2 separate regions of the Anser cygnoides genome follow, and region 1 is linked to region 2. The links are chromatin contacts, called in public Hi-C maps. All regions are on one chromosome and are shown on one strand. Each heading gives the region's core, a stretch centred on a gene start, on an enhancer-like site or on the middle of the called end of the contact. The rest is flanking DNA. Distances are from core to core; before and after follow the strand shown.

What was found. A called contact is a pair of places that touch in the nucleus more often than the background predicts.
Region 1: a contact with region 2 is called in a Hi-C map of liver, with 2.2 times the contacts expected there. The contact joins the enhancer-like site here to the promoter of PMFBP1 in region 2. A contact is called at or near these places in 3 of 7 Hi-C or Micro-C datasets (granulosa cells and liver).

The regions. Positions count from the first base shown.
Region 1 is chr12:625,609-630,920 of Taihu_goose_T2T_genome, reverse strand. All of the region lies in intron 5 of ZFHX3 (zinc finger homeobox 3), which reads left to right. Among named protein-coding and RNA genes, the nearest start is that of PMFBP1, 290 kb to the right of the region's middle. Within about 2 kb of position 2,295, at least 1 of the 3 cell types and tissues checked has open chromatin away from gene starts, as enhancers often do. A contact at or near this core is called in liver, where this site is marked.
Region 2 is chr12:334,407-339,665 of Taihu_goose_T2T_genome, reverse strand. It overlaps PMFBP1 (polyamine modulated factor 1 binding protein 1), which reads left to right and starts at 2,760. Exons shown (of 14, transcript XM_048050473.2): 1 at 2,760-2,883; 2 at 3,216-3,345; 3 at 3,838-4,086; 4 at 4,751-4,858; 5 at 4,948-5,056. The coding sequence starts at 2,828. DHX38 (DEAH-box helicase 38) reads right to left here. Exons shown (of 26, transcript XM_067004722.1): 26 at 2,341-5,259.

The DNA of each region.
Region 1 (5,312 bases), core at 1,046-3,545, 290 kb before region 2:
GGTATGTATTATCTGTTGTGGTGGAGAAGCTCGTCCTTTCTGTCTTGCTTGATTGTTCAAACTTGGCTCCTGTTTAGTTGTGTCACGCTGCAGCCTCTCTAAGAAACCAGGCATGCTCATTGACTGCAGATAAGGAGGTAATGAATTTCTAAACACTGTTTTGAAAATGCCTGCCTGGGCATAGTTTAATGGATGTTTCCCATTTATGGAGGGGCTCCGTATAATTCATGGGGGGAGAAGTGGGCAGTCCCAGGACAGTCTGCAGAGTCAGGACGTTGCCGATTTGCTTTGTTAGAGCTGACAGACCGCTCCGAGTTACAGCGACGAGAAACTTGCATTTAATAAAAGTCACTGTGGAAGGGTTCTTGGGATCTTGCCAGGGAGAGTTTCCTGTTTAAAATTAGAAAGTGGATTTTTTTCTTTCAAGCCTTGATGTAAACTGGTAATTGCTTGAGTTTTCTTTTAAATCCTAAGATGCTAGTTGGGGGGGGGGGGGGGGGGGGAAGAACAAGCAGAACCCCCCAAAACAGTGGAATTGCTTTTTGTGAGAGGAAAAATAGTGAATTTCTTACAACGGTGAGTCTCTTTCTGTGGTAACAAGTGAATTGTTAGGCAGTGGGCAAATGCAAAGAGAGCAGACTCTGTCCCGGTCCTTACCAGGCGCTGGGGAGGACCTGGGCTGTGTGGCTGGGCACACCTGCAGTGCTGACGGCGCCCCAGAAGTGCCAGAAGTTTCAGGAGCAGGGAGGCAAGCTCCACCGAAAGGCAGTGTGATAAAGCAAACTGTTTTTGTTTTGGCTTTTGGAAGGGTGAGCTTGTGGAACTTACAGCAGTAGCTCTGGGTGCTTCAGGTCATTTTTATTGTTTCTGGATTTGGGACGTTCTTCCGGTGTCTCAGGTGTGGGATTTGTTATTTATGATTTGTGCCGCCTTCTGCATCCTCCCTGGAGGAAGAGCCCTGATGAGAAGGCTCCTGCAGGTGCACAGCGTCCCAGGGAATCAAGCTGATGGATCTCCAGGTTCCCCTAAATGCTTGCCCTTTGCCCACCTTTACGCTCCCCGGGACGAGACCCCTGTGGCTTGACCCAAGAGGTGACACCCAGGCGTGTCCAGCTCTGGCCGCTGCAGCAGGCCGGGGGGTGCAGGGGGGTGCAAGGGAGGCGTGCTGTTACTTTGCTCTTAAGTGAGGCTGGAGAATTCATCCCGTTCCTTTGTTCCTTTTTTTTTTTTTTAACGTGTGTGGTTGTGTTATGTTTTGTTTTCTAATATGGAAAGAAACCTTATCCCTGTGGCTTCTGTTGCTGCTGGTAATGGGAGTGTTCGCTGAGATAAGGCCCCTCTGCCTCCTGCCCCCCCCAGGAGGAGGCTGGCAGCCTGCCTCTGCTCCGCGACCCAGCTAGCGCGGCCGTCCGGGCTGGATTTGTATATGCTAATGGGCCTGGCTTGTCCTAGCTTGTTTGTAATGATTTGTGGCTGCATTTATATGCAAATACTAACAACTTGCTGCTGAGTTAATTAGCGTTTTTTTCTCTTTGCTTCCTGGAGCTTTAGCAAAAGGCCTTTATTCTCCGCATTTCGGGTGTCTGACCTGCCCACCCGCTCCCCCCGCAGCAGCACCGCTGCACGTGGCGGCCGGGTGCCACCCTGCCGCGCGGGCGACGCCGGGAGCAGCGCGTGGGCCCTGGCTGCGTGGAGCCCGGGCCTGGCCCCACGGCTGCTGCCCGGGGCCGGCCGCCTGAGCCACGGCCTCCGCGGGCCGGGCGGGCGACGTGCTGTGGGCACGCGGTGAGCGTTTGCCGGCTGGCCCTGGTGGCCGTGGCTTCGCGGACGGGGAAAGCCAAGCCGCCCTCCCTCTCTGGACGGGCGCAGTGTTTGCTTTCTAATGTCGAGGTGGAGAGCGTTGGCTGCAGTCGGATGAACGACTCTCGCCAGACAAGAGGCTCCAAAGGCCTGTCTGGTGACCTGGACATGACAAGGATGGAGTGGGAACTGCTGGCCTTTGACATCAGCGTGGAGTTTGATTTTCACTTCTGGGGAGGGGAAGGCAGGCATTTCCTCTTCCCGGGAACAGCGTGTCTGTGTGCTAGCTCGGACTCGAGGATTTTGCTCCTTGTAGTCTTTCATTCCGTCTCGCTTTTTGCGGTCTGTGCAGGTGTTTGCTTTTGCCGGAGCCGTGAGAGCTGCACGTCGCTGAGCTGCTCGCTGTGCCCAGGGCTGGAGGAGGAGGTGGGCACAGCACAGCGCCCCGCGGCAGGGGCGGGGGGGCTGCCGAGACCCCGCTGAGGAGCACAGGGGCAGGGGAGCCTGGGCGGTTCTGCGAGTATCCTGTGTTCCTGCCTCTTTTCGCTCTGCTTGTTCATCCCTCCCTTCCTCCTTTCTGCCTTCAAGCCAAGCCTTTTTCACAGTTACTGCGTCAGAACTTTCTGTTGTTGTTGTTAAGCCGTTGTTTTCACCCTGAAAGGTAGGGCCCTGGCTTCTCAGCAGCAGGGGCAGGACAGAGGAGCCTGAGACTGCTGCAGCCTCTGGTCGCTGCCGTGGCTCCCCCTGTGCAGAGGCAGGGGCGGCACCGTCCCCGCCTGGCTGGGGCAGGGGTTGATGTCCCTGGGCTCTGTGTGCTGACAGCCTGTGCGCGAGGCTCTGTATTTTAGGCTCTTGGCTCTGTTTACTGATTTTCATGTGTTTTATTTGCGTGCTAGTTAGCTTGCAAGTTCTTTGGGCAATAAAACGCCTTAAATGGAATAGGACATTCTGAGGTCCCACCTAGATACTGGGAAGGAAACAAGTAAAGTGTGAGGCCACTGGAAAGTCAGCAGCGGAAATTGGTAAGCTTTCGTCCCTAGGTTGTCTCTCTTCAGTCTTTTCCACCGTGCTAATATTCGGAGCTTTATTGTTTTATCATGGGATTGTGGAAGAGTGAGTTTGTGGTGTGATAGAGTAACCTCCCCAGCACTGGATTCAGCAGGAAGAGGGGAATGTTCCCAAGGATGGAGCTCTGCAGCCTGATACAAGAGCGACTAGAAGTGGTGGCTGGCTGGTCAAGAGCCTTTTACTGTTTCTGAAGCCCTGGTTGCCACATATTTTCACCCTCACCTTATGGCTACTAAATGAAAGAGTTTTGGTATTTTATTTTGGTTTCCTGCTGTAACACCCTTCTGCACTGAAGCACCTCTTAAACCCAGGGGTGTTTGTCATTGGTTGGGTTTTAGACCAAGCTGATGTGTTTTTCCCCTGCCTTTACTTTTACTTTTCCATTTCACATCCTGCGAGGCAAAGGGATGTGGAATTGCAGACCTGTCCTGCTGCCATGCTGAATAACATGGTTTTGATTAATCCAAGGGGAGAAAAGTCAGTTTCTCGTAGCAACCCTGATGATTAAAGCTCCAGGAGAGGCAATTATTCCTGGTGTACGAAACTCTCCTACCACACTTGTCATGGGTGTTTTTTTAAAGCTCATCCACTGTGGCAAGTCACTGCTGCTTTTCGTAGCAGTGCTCATGGAGGCTTTGACAGACAGATGCCTTCCTCCTGCCCCTCTTCCTCTCCTTTTTGTTTCTAGACTTTTCTGTGCAGAATAAGTTCTTCCTGCAGGAGAGCTATCACAGGACCACGTGTAGCAGTAATTGTCAGCTCCAGGACAGGGCTTCCCCTGCTGGCATGGCTTGGGGAAGGCTGTGCAGCGCTTGGTATAACGCCGAGCTGGTGGCTTTGCTCTGTCCTGCGGGCAGGTCTTGTGGCCACCTGCCTCAGGGCTGCAAAGAGGGAACAGAAGGGGTTTGCAGCTGGGCGATAGCTGGGACGGTGCCCACGGGCTCCCAAGCTTTAGAAGAATCGAGCATCACTGGCGCTCGCTGCGCCTGCCTCGGGCTGCCCACGCGCGTCTGCCCTGTCTGCCAGCTTTGGTGCACGGTGGGCCCCGTGTGGAGATGCTTTGGGTCTGGAATAAGAAAAGTGGCGACTTCTGAGCGGAGGCCTCCGATCCTGCTGGTCTGTCTGAGAGCCTGTTGGTGGGAAGATGGCTCGATGTGGCTGCAAAGCCGCGCGGTGTGGGCTGTTGGTGCCCAGCAGCGCTGTGAACTAGGACATGCTGGTGTCCCGCTGACGTTGGGGGGGTTCCTCAGTGATGGAGGAGGCGTCCTGCAATCCAGCTCATTGAGCCGTTTTCCCTGAAAGGTTCAGATAAAAACTTTCTAACACAGCATCTGTAACGAACAATAAATGTTTCAGTAAATTACCAGAAGTTGGTGACTTTTCCCAGTGCTCCCTGCTTGCTGGCCTTCTCAGGGGTTTCCTGTCTTTGTATCTTTCCCTTCTGGTTGATTTGTATCTTTCCTTTTATCTTTGTACCTCTTCCCTTTTGTTTGCAGTGTGCCCGGTGACTTGGTGTGAGGATGGGTTGTGCCTGCACTCAGTGGTGTGGTGGCTCGTGGAGCACCAGAGGGCTGGCGGCCACGCAGCCTGTGCCACGCTGGCTGCCGGGCACGCGCCGTGTGCCGGGCGGCTTCGTCCGTTACGGAGCTGGTGGCCGCCCCGCCCCTGGGTGCCCGACCCCTCACACCGTACTGATCGCACTCTTTGTCTCTCACCGTGCAGAGCAGGGACGGAGGTGTCACTTCTGGTGAAGCTGGGCTGTGCTCCTGTGAGGCGATGGGGGCGGCGCGTGGCGGCTGCCTGCTGCTCCCTGTGGGATCTGGGTGGCACGACGTGCTGCTGGGGCGGGGGGAGGCGGAGCAGGGCCTTGGCTGTGCCCACCGCCAGCACTGGCGCTGCCGCGGCGTTGCCCTGGCACGAGTTGGTACCTGGGTGGCACTGTGAGTGACTTGGCCGTTGTCACCTGCAGAACCACGATTCGCGTTCCGTTACTGTAACAGCATTGCTCTTTTTAAAATCTTTCCCAAATACTTTCCTAGCAGCGGTAAGACGTAGATACCTGTTTAAGTTAATGAGCAGCTGAACATCTCGTCCTCTCCCTGGAAAAGCAGGCGATGTTCTTCCCCGAGTAGCAGCTTTGAGCGTTACCCGTCCCGGGGGATGGCTGTGTCCATACCACCGGCTGGAAGCGCTGGGTTGTGCTCTGGGTGGTAGCGGTCTGGTTTAGCTGTGGCTGTGGGAACCTGATGCGGAGCCTGCAGTGAAATGGCTCGTTCCTGGTCGTGGGTGGGCCTCCCGTGAGGCTTTCCTTAACCCTCTGCTTTCTGCCAAGCACCTCCTGACTGTGCCGAGGTCGGGACAGCCTGGCCCAGTCACTCTTGCCCTGGAGGTGTGAGTTTCCCCAGCAGAGCTCCAGGCACAGGGGAGCCTTCTGGCCTGCCAGG
Region 2 (5,259 bases), core at 1,511-4,010:
ACCCCAGGGCGCAGGGCTGGGCTGTGCACAGCAGCAGCCGTGGGGCACTGTGGGGCATCCACGCCAGCTTGCAGGGTCTCTGGTAATTGCTGGTGCGTGTGCCGGCGAGAGGCAGCAGCTGGATCGCCTTTGTTTTCTCACAGCACGTCAGTCTTCATTAAACCAGAGAGGAATGAAAATGGATTCACTTTTGTCCCAGCCAGAACGTGGCAGCTGTTTAATTTCAATTAACGTGGCACTGAAAAGAATAACATTACGGCAGTAATTAAAGTGAGACGTCTCCCACCCCCAGCGCCGCTCGGTGCAAGGTGCCAGCTCACCCAATAGGGTCCAGCTTGGCCCCACGCTCTCCCAGCAGCAGGCAAGCAAGAACAGGCATATGTGGGTCAGGTTTGTGGGGCTGCCCCCCAGGCTTGCCAGGACAGAGCTGGAACAGGGTTGTGCCCTTGCCATGCTACGCCCGCCTGCAGCAACCAGCCACAGGGCAGCAGGATCGGCGGCACGACCCCTGGAGGTGAGGGCAGCGTGGCACGGCATGGCACAGCACAGCACACATGGCGTGGCAGCGTGGACCATCACAGTGCGTGTGTGCAGCAGCTGGCTCGCAGTGGGCACAGGCTGGCGACGCAGCCAGGGCTGCTGCTGGCAGTAGCCAGGGAGGACGTGGCAAAGGCCCAACGTACGTACGTGGAGGCTGCAAGTGGGCCGTGGTGCCAGAGGCAGCAGATCTGGGTGCACACCGCTGCAGGACATCAGTGCTGTGCCAAGCTGCGCTGCTGTGTGCCAGGCAGAGCTGTGCTGCTCTGGGCAGAGCGGCACGGGCTCCTCCAGGCTCCACTGCCACCATGGGGCTGGTTCTCGCCTGCGCTGCCATGAGCAGGGTGCTGCCAGGGGAGGGCAGCCCACTCTAATTAAAGCAGCAATAGCGCAGTGATGGGGCACCAAGGAAGGAGAACATACATGTAGGTTCTGTGCTCTGGCTGCCACTGCCTGAGCAAGATGAAAATCTGCTGGGAGATTCTGTTCCCTTGCACTGGCAGAAACTAGACCTGAATTCAGCTGCGTTCTGCACGCAGCTGGCAGCAGTGGGGGTTAAGTGGCCCTGCTCACGCCACCGTCGGTTCTGCGCCCACTCCCACTGCCTGTGGCTGCAACCCGCTGGCGGAGCAGGTCGTCATGGCAACCGACGATTCCTCTTACGGTACATCTGAGTTCACCTTCTGGGCCCAGCTCGGCCTTGGAAATTTCCAGCTAAAGTACTTGCTCGTGAAGCAGCACTGAGCATCAGCGAGGGGGGGGTTGGGGGTCACAGGGAGCCCCGTGGCACAGGCAGCCAGGGCCAGTGGCAAGTTTGTGCCCCGGGCATCGCCTCACGGCTGCACCGGGGCTCCTGGGCAGGAAGGGTCGACCCAGCCGCTCACTCGCTCTCAGCCCTTTGCCAGGGCACTTCCCATCCCCTTGCCGCCGCTGCAGCCGTTGACTGATCAATCCCACCGTATTTGATGTGCTCAGGCACCACAGGCCCATTTCACCAGCCCTCGATTTCACTCCCACCCACAGCAGCACCCACAGTTTGCCTCTGTGGACTGCTTTTCATACAGCTGTGCAGCCACACACTTACCCACCCTGCACTAGCACTGCCCCTCTTGCTGCCTGGGCACTGTCGATACGCGGTCCTTCGGCAGCTTGATGAATTAATACCCATGCATCCCACTGCCACAGGGAGACCTGTGGGCACACCGTTTGGGACAGGTCTCCTGCGCCCAGGAAACTGGCCAGAGGTCGCTGCGCGCCCAGAGCCGACACCGAATCCTGCTGCCAGCATCTGTCCCCCCCCCCCGTGACAGCCGCCCACCTCTCCCCAGCAGGCTGGCGTTAAACGCGTGCCCGTGGATTTGGATTACTGTCGGCTCCCCCAGCAGCGGCTGGGCTCGAAGCCAGGCCCAGTTCCACCCCCAGGACTTCTTCCCACCCACAGGAGCCGTGCTTGTCCCAAGCCCCGAGCAGGCACTGGGGTGTGCTCAGCCTCCCTCGGGGCCCATGGGCTGGGTCCCCACTGTGGCATGCTGCTGCGGTGGGCTCGCCGGCCCCAGACGGTTCGTGCTGTGCAGAGCAGAGGGGCCCCCACCGCAGCCACCTGCCCCCAGCTGTGGCCACCGTACTGCCAGGGCTGCCCAGGGCCCGCTGTGTTCAGTTACCACAGCACACGCAGGCAGAGGGCTCGGTGGTGGGTTTTTTTCCAACTATTGATCTGGTGCTTTGAGAGGGGAAAAAAAAATCTCCTTGGCTGTCTAAACACTATTGATCTGTGCCGGGAAGCCGCACGGACAGGGAAGGGCGTGGAAAAATTGAAATTTCATTTCCGACAACTTGTTCCTGTTATTTTTACTCTTCTGGACTGTGAGAAACACAGAGCAGCAGCCTCGGTCGATACCTCCTCCAGCAGCTGGACGCAGCTCCGCGGGGCAGCTCAGGGAGTCGCAGGCAGGCCCGGCAGGCCGGGGACGGCTGCCCCAGGGGCACAGCACCGAGCACGGCGCTGCTGCTGGCCCTCTGGCCACGGGCTGCAACGTTCCCTGGGGCCAACAATGGGTCTGGAGCATGGCACGACGGTGGCACAGAGACAAGAGGGCGCAAGGACAACATGAGGCTGGTGAGGACAGCACAAGGGTGCTGCAAGGCCCAGCACATGCAGCAGTACTGAGCACACGAGCACCAGGAGGCGTTCCCTGGTGGATACCTGAGCAGAGTCCGGGGTCACCAGGTTCTGGTTCCGGGCATTGTCCCAAGAATTGGCCAGGGCTGGGCTGCACCAGGGCAGAGCGTCATGACGTGCCAGGGATGGAGCACGGCTGAGGGGGAGCGTGGCACGCAAAGCCTGCGGTGAGGGCTGGGGGCACTGGGGGGGGCCCTGCTCCCCGGAGAGGGGCCTGCTGCTGCCAGAGGGGGGCCGGGGGCCCTCGCGTGGCTCCAACCTGTCAGCAGTGCCGTGCCTTCACAGGAGGCCCCTGCTCAGCATCTCCCCCTGGCACCAGGCGCTCCTGAGATGGGGAGCGCCAATGCCAGGCAGTGATGGTGGGGCTGCACAGGCAGGGCTGGGTGGTGTCCTTGGCTGCCCCTCCCTGGGGCCATGGGTTGTTCAGAGCCAAGGGGAAAGGCCCGCCTGGTGTTCTGGCCCTCCAGCAGTGAGAGTGACCAAAACATGGCACATTCAGGGAGGTTCCTGCACCCCTGGGACAGCCTGAGCAGCCCTGGGGAGGGCTGCCAGGAGCAGAGGCGGCGATGGCAGAGCTGAGTAGCTCCACGCAGCAGTGTCAGCAGGAGATGGAGAGCTGCCAGTCCCAGGTGAGTGGTGCAGGGCCCCGCGCCCACCCAAGGCACGAGGTGCACAGCGCAGGCTGGTGGCTGGGCAGTGCAGGAGGCCCTGGCCAGCCCTTGCCCCTGCCAGCAGAGAGCACATCCACAGGGGCTGGGGACAGCACAAGGGCTTGGGGCAGGCATCCAGGCCTGCTGCAGCTGCTCCGGTCCTGGTGCCTCCATTTCCCACAGCAGCCACAGGTCACACCGGCATCACTGCAGCGATTGTAGGATGCTCAGGTGTTTGAGAGCCCATTGGGTGCTGCCTGAACACACACAGGTTGTTGTCGCTGGGGGGTGGGGGGGGGAGGTCTGCACCCACCAGTCGTTAATACAGTCCCTTGCTGCTCTCTGACCAAAACCTGGCCTGCCCGTACAGTCATTCAAACCCAGTGCCTGGCAGGAGCTGCAGAAAGGGCTGGCTACTGGGTACCAGCCACAGCAGTGAGACAGACAGCTGCTGCTTGTGCTGTGCCCTAGGGCCAGAGGGAAGCAGAGGTGCCAGAGCCCCAGCAAAGAGAGCCCCAGGCATGCCAGGCCACAGAGCAGCAGGAGCTGGAGCCAGCACACGTGCTGGCCTCCTTACAGGCGCTGCAGCTGGACCTGGACATCTGCAGGGGCAGGAACTGCAAGCGGCTGGTCCAGCTACAGCAGCAAGAGTGCGTAGTGGAGCAGAAACACCAGGATTTGGTCTTTCTGATGCAGCACTACCAGGAGGTGATAGGCAAGGTACCACCACCGGGTGCAGCAGCCATGGGCCAGGCTGTACAAGTCCCCTGCCCTTGGCCACATGTTCCCTGCAGCCAGCTCCACCCAGCTGAGACACCATCCCTGCCCGACAGCCTTGCTTGTGCAAACAGGCAGCGATCAGCCCACCCAGCCCCAAAACAAGGCAGGCATAGCTGCTGCAACCCCGTGCACCCAGCTGAGCAGAGCTGGGGGCCTGCACTCTACAGTGGTCCCACTGACATCCTTGTATTGGTGGCTCCAGCCATCCCGGAGTTAGTGGCACCTTGCAGCCCACAGCCTGAGGCATGGAGCTGGACTCACTGCCCTCCTCACAGGCCCACACCCCGCTACAGGTCAGGGACTACAGGGATGCCTTCCCTGGGGCCACTGGGTGTCCATCAGACACCACCGCAGCAGGAAGGGCACCAGGGGGCTGCATGAGTGACCCGAGGGCCAGGAGCCTGCAGCCATCCTGCCTCACTCCTGGGTCCAGCCACGTCCCTGCGCCAAAGGCGCTCCCCAGGAGCCCATTGCCCCCAGGCTGCCCCAAACCAACTGCCTCTCCAGCCCCAGCCCCAGCCCCTCTACAGCCAGAGCACAGGCGGCCTGGGGCAGTCCCACACCCGGCCAGGTGCCCGCACCCCAGTGCTGCACCTCTCCGCAGGGCCAGAAGGATGAGGCCGTGCAGACAGAGGTCACCTATGCAGGCTGCCGTGACAATGCTGACACCAGCCATGGACTTCCAAAAGAGCACGTGGAGCTGCTCGAGCAGGTCTGTGCTGGGGGCCCAGCACCCGCAGCACCAGCACCTGGGGCTGGCTGGGAGCTGGCAGGCAGCAGCTGGCCGTACTGCTCGTGCAGGTGGTGGTGGAGGCAGAGGCAAAGCACCGCAGGCAGAAGAGGACAGCTGAGATGCCCCGGTGCCGGGCACAGGACACGCTGCAGGCTGAGCAGAGCACTGCCAAGGAAGGTGGGGTGGGTGAGGAGAGGGACACCCGGGGCTGGGACATGTGAGGGCTGCAGCCTGTGGCCTGCACCCCAGGGGTGCCTGCTCTGGCTAATTATCGGGCAGCCCAGGGCTTGCCACTGGTGGCAGAGAGCAGCAGCAAGGAGGCACCAGGTACCCAAAAGGGTCAGCATATGTGCCGCTAGAGGATGAGGCAGCACAGCAGG